Linked DNA regions of Xenopus tropicalis: region 1 is linked to region 2. A link is a contact called in public Hi-C data. All regions are on one chromosome and are shown on one strand. Each heading gives the region's core, a stretch centred on a gene start, on an enhancer-like site or on the middle of the called end of the contact. The rest is flanking DNA. Distances are from core to core; before and after follow the strand shown.

Region 1 (6,709 bases), core at 624-3,123, 100 kb before region 2:
AATTAGTAGTTAATATTCCTGATGCACTAGTCACACTGCAAATAAACAGTTTTTAGAGGGAAAGCAAGATACAAAACAGTAAGAAATAAAAGGAAGAAAAAATGTGTACATGTGTTTGTTCATTGTATGTGTGTACACACATACATTGTGTGTGTATGAGAATAACCATGAAGTGTGTGTTTAGAAAAGTGTTTGTATGTAAATTAGTGTGCATGTAAACGTGTGTCTATACAAGGTGGATCGTTTTGCACAACATAAAGTTCGGCAGCATTTAAATACCCAAATAGCAGACATGTCATTGCAATGTGTATGTTGTTTAGTGTTCATCCAACACAATGATTATGTCAGGACCAGGTGGCTTGTTGTCCAGGGGGTTGTGATTTATCCTGACGCTCTGCACAAGCAACTCTTGCCAAAGAATGTAGCTAATACTTTTTTTTTTACGTTAAGGGCCAGATTTACTAAAACTAGAATTTTACTGGCCTTGAAACTTGTAAAAACTGTACTTTTTTTAAATAAAACATGATCATTCTTGCATTTATTAAATGTTGGTAGGGTTGAATGAAAAAATTTAGTTTTTTTATCTGAAAATCGAGATTTTTTTGAGCCAAAAAATTTGAGAAATTGGTGAAATTTTTTAAATGGCTATTAATTTCCATGAATATTCTTTATTTTTCCCAAACAGAAATTGCTCCAGCAGCCTTTTTAGGAGCATTGGCACTCTTCTTGGAAAACAATAATGTGTTTAAGTTTCACTTGAAACTGGGTGAAATAGAAAACAATGATGGGATTAACTTCCCCTTGAAAGTGTGTGAAATAGAAAACAACGGTGGGATTAATTTCCCCTTGAAATTGGGTGAAATAGAAAACAATGGTAGAATTAAATTCCCCTTAAAAATGTGTCAAGGACAGGCCGTCACTGACTACTCTATTCCTTTACTATTCTAAGCCTCCATAGGACTCAATGGTTGTTGCCAGCTAGCATACGTTTTGTCAGTCAAAAAAAACCAAAACATAAAAAAACCATACTTTTCTCAGATAACCTTAGTGAATGGGCACCTTACAGTCTTAAGTATGCCAGCAACTGGGAGCTATGTGATTGGCAACAAAGAGTTAAATATCGGTTTAAACGCTATAATAACATAACGTATTTATTGAGCTGGTAGCACCTGGGCAGTAACCCATGATACCTAAATACATTTCTGCTGTCATTGTTGTACCAGCAGTTGGAATGACAAGGCTAATTGCTATTTGTTTGCTGTGGGTTAATGCCAAGGGACAAATATGCCCATTGTTCATTGATTTGTTTGTAGGCACAAATATATGTGAGTATCTTTTTGATTGCTGAGAAGCTAGATGTACTGATGAACATTTTACCTGATAGTATTTCTGGGTGTGCACCATTTATGCTATCCCCTAAAACACCTCCCACCTCTGTTTAGTCAGGTAAGTTATTCATTTTTTTACCTTGTATTTCTTTTTAGAAGTGTGTTCCTTTATCATGTGACATTTTGTATGCAGTTTCTTTACGAAATCATTTCTTGTGTCTGTTTCATACTTTTTGCCTTTAGAAAAAAATGTACTATAAATTGTAAAACTGAATTAAAAGGTTAAGCTGATTATGAGGAGAACAGTTTTGTAGCTTTGGCTCTTTTCACTCTGTTTTGTAGTCTGTGAGGAAACGCATGGCGATACCTGAGTAGGGAGTGATTACAAGAGCTGTTTCCTTAATAGATAAGATAGCTTAGGAGAGAATGAAAAACCCATGCACATAGGCACACATTCGCATTATAGCTGTTCTTGCCAGTTGCTGCCTAGCTACAGTACCTGCATCTCTTACCTGGGGGAAAGGAAAACAAGAGCAAACACTAAATGAAAAGAAGAATAACAGAACCATCATGTTTAACCACCGCTATATAACGCCAGATCAACTTGCTGGTTTTGATAACTACAAGGTAAAAATGTTGCAACAGAAAGTATATATTTGTGTGGTTAGTCTAATGTGCCAGTAAATGTTTTATGTTAATACAAAATGATTGGCTACAAATACCAAATAAGGACCAACAATTATTTCCACCTGCACCTAAAATCCTGTCGCAACATTGTCTGCTGTAACAGAAAGCTTTTCGCATGTACCGGTAGGATTGTGCACTTCTGCAAATACAACGGCCACTGTATCTGCAGAAGTGCATGGTTTTACTGGCACTTGTAAAAAGTTTTCTATTTCAGCAGCCGAGGATTGGGCAGGCTTTAAGGTACTTCAGAGCTGAGCGGCTAGCAAATATGCAGGAGGTGCCCCTAGCTATAACAGCCTGGGGAGTACACTGATGCTTTATGATGAACAGAATTTGCAAATTAGGGATATATTTTTTGAAAAGTGTGGGTCAGTTGTTTATCTAGTAGAGGGGGTTAGTTGTTAGTCATAATCTAAAGGGCTATTCAAGGTGAATTGCAACTCTTTTGGAGCTACGTATTATCATATCACAGCCCTTTTGGGGTCCGAGAGGTTTTAAGATCCAACCACAGGCATTAACTGTTGATCAGTGTTGAAAGTTGTTCTGCACTACTTGAAAGAGTTCCAGTTGAACTTTACTGATCTAAACATAGACGCTTCTGTATTGTTACTGATACCTGAACACATAATTTATTTACTAATGAAGATTATATTTCATCTGCTCTAGTTCTAGTTTGTATTTACATGCTTGTGGATCAAAGATGGTTAAGGAACATTGTGGTGAGGTTTTAATATATAATATGTATTATCTGATAGTGATAATTTCAGTTAATTTGACTGATCAGTATATCTCCTGGGAAAAGGTAATTTATAATATTAATTATTAATAGGGCACAAAGATAAAAAAAAAGGAAGGCTGTAATTTTTGCCCAGAAAAGTTGAAATTGTAGTTGGTAGTGCTACACATCAGCTTTATTAGCAGGTGAATTTAGAGCAAGAGTTATCAGTGACGGTGGTATCTGTGGTTCTTGGCAACTAATTATTGCTTTGATTTCAGAGATAATACTCAGTTGGGCAACTTAACATATTTATCTATGTGGCTTTAAATAATAATAATTTAATGGCATTAATAACATGGGAATCAATATGTACAAATATATTATCTCAATTTTATGGCCCTTTTGCTTTCATTAAAAAAAGTCTGTCTTTGGGAATGTGGAGGGTGGACACTGGGGAGACCTTATGCTTTTGGCAGCAACAATAATTCTGTCGCCTGATTTATAGTTGTTATCAGTGTTCATCAGACTGCGCCTCCTGGTACAAATGTCAGTTAATGCTAAACCTTTAGTGTGAGATCATCGCTTAGTAAACAGTCAATAACCTTGGCAAGATTATACTATTGTCTCCTATCTTAGTATGGATAACACAGGGTTTGGAGTATTAACCCTTATCATCTGACACCTGATTAAAATGGAACTACAAGTAATACTATTTAAGCTTTTTATATGGAGGTATAGATATACCACACAATAGAGTTGTTTCTGACAAAAAGTCTGGGTCAAGGATATGAATAATGTTGCAAGACATCCTATTTACCAGATATGTAGGTTATTGCTGTGTATTTGTTTATGAATAATTTACTTTGCATATACTTTGTCATCAACTTTTTCTGAGGGTGTTATGATAACAAGATAGGATTTTTATTTAAAGGTACCTCTGGCCAAAAAAATTAAAATAGCTCCACATTTAGGATATTTGTGTTCATGTATTAAAGTCAGGAGTACCCCGCACAGTAAAAATGGTACAAGTATATAAACACACTGTGGGGGTCAATTATAAACACTAGGCAAATTTGCCCTTTTTTCAGCCAGCTGCAGGTTGAACAATAAAACCACACATTTAATTGGTTGTTATTGGTTACTGCTCAGGTGCAGATTTGCCCAGTGTTTATAAATGAGCCCCACTATGTTATAATTATCTCTTGCCAGGTGAAAGGTAATAAGCAAGCCTGCTAGCTGCTCACATGGCCTAGTGCACAGGGAAAGCAGCCAGAAACCTAGAGATTTCTGGCTCAAATCCCAGCAGAGCCTTACAGTTATCCTTTGTATTTCAATGTCATGTAGTACCTTTGGTCATTGTGCCTCTTCTTTATAAAATGCAATGGCCCAGGTTACTGTTTACAGATCACCCCTGCCATTTTTAGTCTTTAAACAGTTATCCCTTGCACTTATTTAAGCTGGGCCCAAGTTGATTGTTAGTGTAAGCTACAGGCCCCTTAGGTAGATGAAGGCTAATTGTCTGCTGGGAGCGGCAGTGAAATCACTCCAGCTTGCAGTTATCAAAGCACAAGTCACATAGATGAGGGCCCCTGAGAAACTAACAATATGTCTACCCCCATGTCAGATTTAAAAATGGGTCCCTCCATACTAGCACCCTCTGTCCTTTGTGTGCAAATTAGGCCACCCGCAACCAGACCCTCCAGTGCCCTGGGCCGCTCCCAAATTCATCTTCATCTACCATCCTCACTTGTCCCAATCTGCACTAGACATTGCACTTTATATTCTATATAAACTATATGTAGTTTTGAAGGATTTTAACTCTTTGTGTTTTAGCTTGGTTGCTGATTGAGCTAAGGGGGTAGTACCCTTAAGGTATAATTGTTGATAGGATATTGTTTTTGTTGACCCTCTTCTTCACTTACAGAGCTAGTTTATGGTTTTTCTTTGAAATAAATATTTAAAAACCTATACCCCACTGATGCCTCATTTAATGTAATTGTATTGGTATTTATTTTGATTATTGAAAACTAGCAGTAGCTGCTGCATTTCCCACCCTAGGCTTATACTCGAGTCAATACTTTTTCTAGTTTTCTTAGGTAAAATTAGGTACCTCGGCTTATATTCGGATCGGCTTATACTTGAGTATATATGGGTAATAAAGAAAAAACTTTTTTTCTCCTTTTAATGGATTTCAGTGCAGAGTTCTGGAAATAATAATAAGAAGAAGCCTAACAACCAGACAATTTGGGGCATTTACAAACACTGAGTTTTTTTTGGTTCAAGTTTTTTGACACCAAAATATGATTTTGTCACTGAAAAAAAACAAGATTTTGGCGTGATTCATTAAAACTGTGACAACTGTGAATGCAAAGATACGCCATCTAAAATCTGTTGAGATTATGTAGAAGTCAATGGCAAGTTTCCCTGGAAGATCTTTCCTTGCTTCGTGGTTTTAGAAGTTTTCAGGTTTTTTTGACACTGGCTTTTGTGGGACAATACAACAAGGGGCCCATTTACTTACTCACGAACCGTCCGAATGCGTCCGATTGCGTTTTTTTCGTAATGATCGGTATTTGGCTATTTTTTCGGAAAATTATCGCGACTTTTTCGTTGCCATCCGAAAGTTGCGCAAAATGTTGCGATTTTCGTAGCGTTCGGATTCATTCAAGCTTCAGTATGGTGACTTTTCTTGGGCCAGGTTGGAGCTGCAGGGTGCCATTGAGTCCTATGGGAGGCTTCCAAAATCATGCTAAGTCTGAAAGTTTCGGCCACCGCTTACGAGCGCTCAATACAAAAAATTTGCGACAAGATACGAGCGAATCGTAATGGCTACGAAAAACTTGCGGTTTTTTCGCGAAAATCGTATTGGTAACGAAAAAGCCGCGACAATTTCCGAAAAGTCGTAAAGGCGCCGAAAAAAATCGCAAAAAATACGAAAAAGTCGCAAAATGTTCGTTTTCCAATCTGAATTTTTCCAATTCGGATTCGAATTCGTGTCTTAGTAAATCAGCCCCCAAGTGTCAGTTTTCGTTTTTTTTCAGCATCTATTTTTCATTTGTGGTTTTTCAATTCAAAACTTTCAAAAAATGACTGACATTCATGGAAATGAATTCAGTCGCAGTTAAAAAAAACTATAAAACCACAAAAACCAGAATGTTAATAAATGCCTCCTTAATTCCTCCTTCTTAATTCATTAGAAAGGATGAACCTATGAGGCTTTACTCATAAGACATAAGAAAGTTACCAAGAAGGAAGAATAAAGCATTAAATATGTATAGAAAGAGAAATCAAGAAGGCATTAATAGACAATAAGTAACTTCATTTTGCAAAGAGCTAAATACATTGAGATTACCAGATATTCAGGATCAGAGTGTGGATCCATGCAGATGTTTTTCCTATTTTGCTTTGTTTCATGCACAAATTGTGCTTAATATTTGCTTCTAGCTGTCATTCAGCCTTTAGAACAAAGAATTCCTTACTAGTAAATTATGTACAGCCTATAGCTCTTATAAATTTCAAAATTAAAATGCTTACTGACAATTCTTATAATGACATAAATAAGCACTGTGTTTTCTCTACCTGAGACAAAGTTCATGGCATATCAGGTACTCTATAGTAATATTCTCCTGACAGATCCTAATCTTACATTTCAGGCTCAGGTCTCACTGGAAGAAAGTATTGCAGGGAGTGGATAGGATACAAGCATCACACCATGATGTCCTTGGCCCGTGACAAACTGAATTCATAAAATAATTTGAAAGTTTTATATAGTAATATCTAAGAATAAATAGTAAAAATAAACAGTAAAACATAAAAAGGCAATAGGTTTGTTTTGCTATCAGTATTAATGTATAGTAGTTGAGATTAAGTCTTATTACTGTATTATTAATAAAAGAGACAATTTAAATCATTCAGATAAAAAATTGTTTAAATTGTTTAAATGTTGAAACTTTCTTAATAAAAGGTTTGTTGATAA
Region 2 (6,376 bases), core at 688-3,187:
CGAAAAGTCGTAAAGGCGCCGAAAAAAATTGCAAAAATACGAAAAAGTCGCAAAATGTTCGTTTTCCAATCGGAATTTTTCCAATTCGGATTCGAATTCGTGTCTTAGTAAATCAGCCCCTAAGAGTCAGCTTCCTGCTGATTGGCTCAGATCCACATTCCTAAGGGGGGGGGGTGAGTTCTTAGCATTCTTGAGGGAGGGGGGAGCAGGAGAGAGGAGACAGCAGAGACCTGCCTGTCTCTGGCACATGAATTACAGACACAAGAAATCTTTTCAAAGTGAAGTCAGTGCAGCATTTCTGTGAGTGCTTATGGCTGTATTTACATAGACCTTTCTGATAAAGCTTACTTAGTTTTTACCTTTCTTTCTCCTTTAAACTCCTCTAGTAAATTTATAGCAGAATTTCATCTCTTCTAGAGCAGAGGGCACTCTCTGCAATAGCTAGGAGGCCCCTACTTGCCCCTAGTGCAGAAGGTAAGCATGGCGTTAGGGGTGTGACACTGTCTAGGCAATCTGCCCTGTTGAGAGCCACAGCAAAACCATTTTATGGCCCCCCAAACTATATTTGGAAACTGTTTGTTTCATGGCCCCAGTAGTCGCAGGGTCTGTTTACCTTTTGTTTCACCCCTAGAACAAGCTAAGATGGCCTTTTCCTTAACTTTTTGTTACTCTACTGTGCATGTGCACCTGGCGCAAAGAAGCAAAAAGCAGGTAAAGGATAGATCTGTGGTGCTCACTGAAAAGTATTCTGGTCAGTGCAGTTTTCTTTTGATATGAGCACTGGCACAGGTGAGTGATAATAATCACTGTGGGATACCTAACATTTGGCATCCCAGTGATTTAAAATTTTCTCTTTCTCCTGCTTCTTCTTTCTGTGTTACCCCATGGCTGATGCATTGAGCAGTAGAGTTCTTTGTTGAAGTTCGGCTTTTCACCCTAATGCACATGCACACCCGCTTGAAGAAAAAAGCAGGAAGAGGGTCACTCTGTGATGTTCACTGAAAAGAAGCCCAAGCCAGTGCAGTTTTCTGCTAATAGGAGCACCAGCCCGGGGTCTGAGGTAAGTGAATACGATAAGGGTTGGACTGGGCCAAGATTGACAAGGGACACCGGCAAAAAACCTGGTGGGCCCTTGTGGCCCAGATCTGCTCTCTGTATTACTTGTGCTTCAAATAGAAATAAAGGGATGTGATGTGCGTGTGCGCATGAGCTCAGGGGGGGGGTGTTCTGGCCGCAATTGTAAGGAACAAAGTACGCAACTGGGGGAGCTATCAGTTTTGTTAATCTTTTGGGGTAAAAATCTTTCTTAGCATGATATAAATGTTGACCATCAAACCAAATATTGCAGAAAATATCTGTGAACATTCTCACAATATTAATATCTACCAAATTTGCTGTTCATTGTTGCTTCCCAGCTAACCTGATCCAGGCTTGGCTGTTTCGTAGAAAGCAACAGTCAAATATTACTCAATCTCCATGTGCACACTTATGTTTTCCAAAAACACTACTGCAAAAGGTTCCACCAGTGGGTCAATAAAGAACCAAGGATACTAAATGTGTTATCAAATTGTGATAACTTTCTTTACTATATTGTCTACCACTAGATACTTTTTTCTCTTCTGTTTTGGAGAGAATCTATAAAAATAAACGTGTGAAATAAAATTCCAATTGTAAAATGTAAAATTTCCAGGCCACGTGATTCCTCAGCATGACAGAAAATGGTGGCTAACTTTTAAAAGTATTGTGTAAGTACAGAGTTATATTTGCATATTGGCTAAAGGTACCATCACTGCTAAATTTAGTCACAGAGGTCACATTTTATCCTGAGCTATATATATATATAGCTGTACAGTGTAAAACAGGATACCGTGCCAGCCCCATTAGAGTGGCACTCATATTAGGCAACGTGACAAGGAGGAAACAAGGTAACACAGCAGTGACCTGCAAGCTACAAGCTTTTGAAATGGGTTTCTACATAGTTGCTGGAAATGTGTTAATGCACAAAATAAACCACACTCTGCAAAAGGATGGTTTTCATTGGATAAATAACTTTTTTTCAACTCTCACATGACTGGAATACAAAATTCCATTAAAAATAATACATTTCACAACTAGCAAATTAAGAAAATATATTGGAATATATATTGAACCTAAGAGCCACACTTTGAATCACATGTAAATGTTTCTTTAAAAGAGCTACAAATGCTCCTCAAGTGCTGCCCTAGGAAACCAAGAAGGAAAGGAGGCTGTAAATAAAGCTTTATACCTTTTACCCAATAAGAGCCAGGCCAAGACCATTGGGCTGTGGCTGCACTGGGCTAGCAGTGGATTCTGTGGACTGCAGTTCAGCAACACCTAAAGCACTTCAACGTCCACACGAAAAAATTATACATCCACAGCACACAGTTTAAGGGCTAGTTTAAACGTAGAAATTAGTTTAAAAATACAGGTGCCTGTCTGGAAAAAGCAATACAGGTTCCCCCACATAAAAACTGCTCACCGCTCATATCCTCTGGTCCAGGTGCAACCTGCCCCGGACCCTGCACTCAGGTGAAAAAACTCACGGCCAGGGAGAACCCACTTCCAAAAAAGAAAGCATTATGCTTACCAAATGGTCCTATTGACCAGGGTGCTCCCGCCCCGAGTTCGTAGCCAGGGAACAAATCTCGTCACAAAACTTCACACATTGGCAGTGCACTCCGGGTCAGCATAAAAAGCAGCAACAGTTGGTATTAATATGATCAACCTTTATTTGCACATTTAAAAAACACAGCTTGAGGTTCAAACATCCAACTCCAAAATGACTGAAGTTATTAAAAGTTCATAAACCATATCAAGAAATTCCTCTAATACTGGTATGCAGCACTGACTGCTTTGTTTTAATATTGCAGTGCTGTAAGTCAGCCTAGACTGCAATTAGCATTCAGGTTTGCCAAATTACAAATATGTCAGTTATGTAAAATACCTCATTTACTTAGGCCCACAAAGGACTTATTGCTTGACTAATAGCTTAAACATGCACTGTTTGCCCTTTAATTATACTACTGACATGAAACTTAGTTGGCTCTACGTTGTACATTCCCTCAATGTCAAGGGAAGGAGTATGAAAAGCTTCCTGCAGCTGGCCCAGTTACCAGGCTCCACCACAATAGAATACACAGGCCACACCAGTTAGGCACATGCAACCAAACACAGACAAAACTAACAGATCCACACTGCTGCCGCATAGTAAAGCACCCAGTAGTATCAGCCACATACTACTGTGCATTATGACATATGTAGAACTGTAGCAATAATTCAGTTCTTTTTCTAAAATAGCAAAGAGAGCAACACTGCACACCTCTAGATCTTATAGTATAGAGCAGATATAACAAACTAGAAGTGTCACTGTATGTGTGGCCAGTATCTACTAAAGCATAACAAGCAGACACAATTCTATCACAAAGAATTAATCTGTTTCCACTTCTGCAGGAAGCACACATAGATTCTGCTAAATTTACTGTACGTAAAACCTTGTGGTACTGAAGGTTTCCCAGGGAAACATCAAATGACAAAGAATTATCAGATTTATAAAAATAATATGCTAGTAACACCATAGTGAATCTTCCCCGTCATGGCATTCTTGTTTTTTTACACAGAAACAGATTCCTGCACAACCACTGCCTTCATCCTATTTTCCTAATTATATAAAAATATATATTTATAAATGGATGATTGTACAGGTATGGGACACGTTATCCAGAATGCTTGGGACCTGGGTTTTTCCGCATAAGGGGTCTTTCCATAATATGGATCTCCTATCTTCAGCCTGCTACAAAAATATATAAACAGTAATTAAGCCCAATAGGATTGTTTTGGCTCCAATAAGGATTAATTATATCTTGGTTGGAATCAAGTACTGTGTATGGCGCATAATTTCGGCAAGCTGAAAAACGCGTGGTGAGAACACATGCCATACACTCCTACCTGTGCCTGCACCCAAATGAATTGAATACGCTTGGGTGCAGGCACAAGTAGCCGATATCTGCATAAAAACGCAGGAAAATGCAAAGTCTTGCATTTATTCGTATGCAGGTACATGTAGGAGCGTATGGCTTGTGTTTTTGGCAAGCGTTTTTCGGCCTGCTGAAAATATACGCCATACACAACGTGTGGCATTAGCCTTAGACCTGAGAAATGGAACTTTCATTTGAAGCAGCTTAGGTGTTTCTTCACAGTCAGAGCAGTGAGGTTGTGGAGTACTCTGCTGGATGACGTTGGGATTCTATCAATGTCCAATAAGAATGGCTTGGAAGAATTCTTGAACAAGAATAATATCAAAGGCTATTGTTATCTGAAGATCTACAGCTAGTTAGTATTAATTAGTTGTTTAGTTTAGTTAATTATTTAGTTTAGTTATAAGTTAGCTACTTAATATATTGGTATATGTAGTTTATATATGTGAGTGTATAGATAAAAAATGGCTGTTGAACCCAGTGCCCATCCCAGGCAACATAGGGACCTAAACGTGTTTATGGTACAGAAATAGTCCTAATAAAAATAACTGTTTTTTCATTTCAGGCCTACAATAATGTATGTTTGGAGCTGTTGATGTCTGAACACACGCATTAGTCAGCATGGGTAAGTTAAAAGAAAATATAATATTAAGCAACTTTCCAATATACAATAATTACTTTTTTTCAATGATTTCAATTGAAAGCAGTACCTGTCCATTTCTGCTCTGGTCCTCAAAACCGTGTATCAGATGCCAAACTCCAGTTTGCACAATGCCTAGCATGCTTCTTCACAGGTCTATTAATCAGCTGACTTCTGCTACATTGTTTCAATAAATATATAATGCATATAATGCGCTGCTGTTTCGTAAAGGAACAGTAACACCAAAAATGAAAAAAGTATTTAAAATATAATGAACTGTTGCCCCTCACTGGTAAAAGTTTTTTTTGTTTGCTTTAGAAAGACTTCTATAGTTTGTATAAACAAAGTTGCTTTGTAGCCACTGGGGCTGCCATTTAAGTTGGAAAAAAGGCACAGGCTAGAATACAATGGCTAGCAACACAGCTGCACAGCTATGTAACCTGTGTCTTTTCTACTTTTTTCAATTTAAATAGCTGCCCCCATGAATACACAGCAGCTTTGTTTATATAAACTACAGTAAGCTTTTTGAGATCAGTGACACACGGGGAGATTAGTCGCCGTGCGACAAATCTTCGTTGTCGCGGGCGACTAACCTCCCCACAATGCCAAATTGCGGCGCCGCGTATGCCATCCCACCGGCGATTTACATTCTAGCAGGTGGGATGGCATATGCGGCGGCACGATTTGATTAAGTCACCGAAGTTGCCTTGAGAGGAAACTTTGGCGACTTCGGCAAATTGTGGCGCAACGTATGCCAGTGGGATGGCATTGCAAGGAGATTAGTTGCCCGTGACAACTGAGATTTGTCCTGGCGCGGCCCTGAAGCAAACACATATCTTTTAAAAGTGCCGGACAATAGTACATAATATAATTATTTTGATACACTTTGATATTTTGCTGTTACTGTTTCTCTAAGATATGAGAACATTCTTTCCAGAGTCAGACAATAGCAACTTTGGGTAACTGGAGTCGGAGGTACCACAAACTGAGGAGTCTGAGTTGAAGATCTATGTAACAACGCCACAGTTCTTATTCTTTCTATGGAAGTATAGCCCTGAAACTACTACCACTTACATTCTATAGCAGGGGTCCCCAGCCTTCTTCTATTCAGGCTAACTTCTATTATGGAATTCAAAGATCTTGTCCTTATAGCAGGGATCCCAGCCTTTCTTACTCATGAGCCACAGTCAAATGTAAAAACACTTGGGGAACAAAACAAGCATCATAAAAGTTCACAGAGGTGCCAAATAAGGGCTATTGGCTATTAGACAGCCTCTATGCACACTATCAGCTTACAGGAGGGTTTATGTGGTAGGAAATCTTGTTTTTATTCAACCAAAACTTGCCACCAAGTTAGGCATTAAAAAATAACTACCTGGTTTGGGGGCACTGGGAGCAACATCCAAGGGGTTGGTGAGCAACATGTTGGCCCTGAGCCACTGGTTGGAGATAACTGTTCTATAGAATCAATAATGATCCAACAAATTTTCTTTAAAACCAGGTTATTTATTTTTATTGGGGTTTAATGAATAAGTAATCAATCGTATCAACCCCAAGAACTGGATAATATATAGTTCATTATGACTTTTCAATAAATTGTTCTGTTGGGAGTAAGGAGGGAAATGCTTGTCCTCAATACCTTAACAAAATATGCTGCAGTGTGAGTCCAGGTACTGTCATTTAGAAGCTCAATCATTCTGGCCAATGCACTTGTGCTAATGACTGTTGTTCAGACAAGGTT

What was found. A called contact is a pair of places that touch in the nucleus more often than the background predicts.
Region 1: a contact with region 2 is called in a Hi-C map of liver, with 2.8 times the contacts expected there. The contact joins the promoter of LOC100145789 here to the enhancer-like site in region 2. A contact is called at or near these places in 2 of 5 Hi-C or Micro-C datasets (brain and liver).

The regions. Positions count from the first base shown.
Region 1 is chr6:112,955,765-112,962,473 of UCB_Xtro_10.0, reverse strand. It overlaps LOC100145789, which reads left to right and starts at 1,873. Exons shown (of 10, transcript NM_001127151.1): 1 at 1,873-1,955. The coding sequence starts at 1,899.
Region 2 is chr6:112,856,537-112,862,912 of UCB_Xtro_10.0, reverse strand. It overlaps a transcript of mapre2 not described here. Among named protein-coding and RNA genes, the nearest start is that of mapre2, 26 kb to the left of the region's middle. Within about 2 kb of position 1,937, at least 1 of the 11 cell types and tissues checked has an H3K27ac peak or open chromatin away from gene starts, as enhancers often do. A contact at or near this core is called in liver, where this site is marked.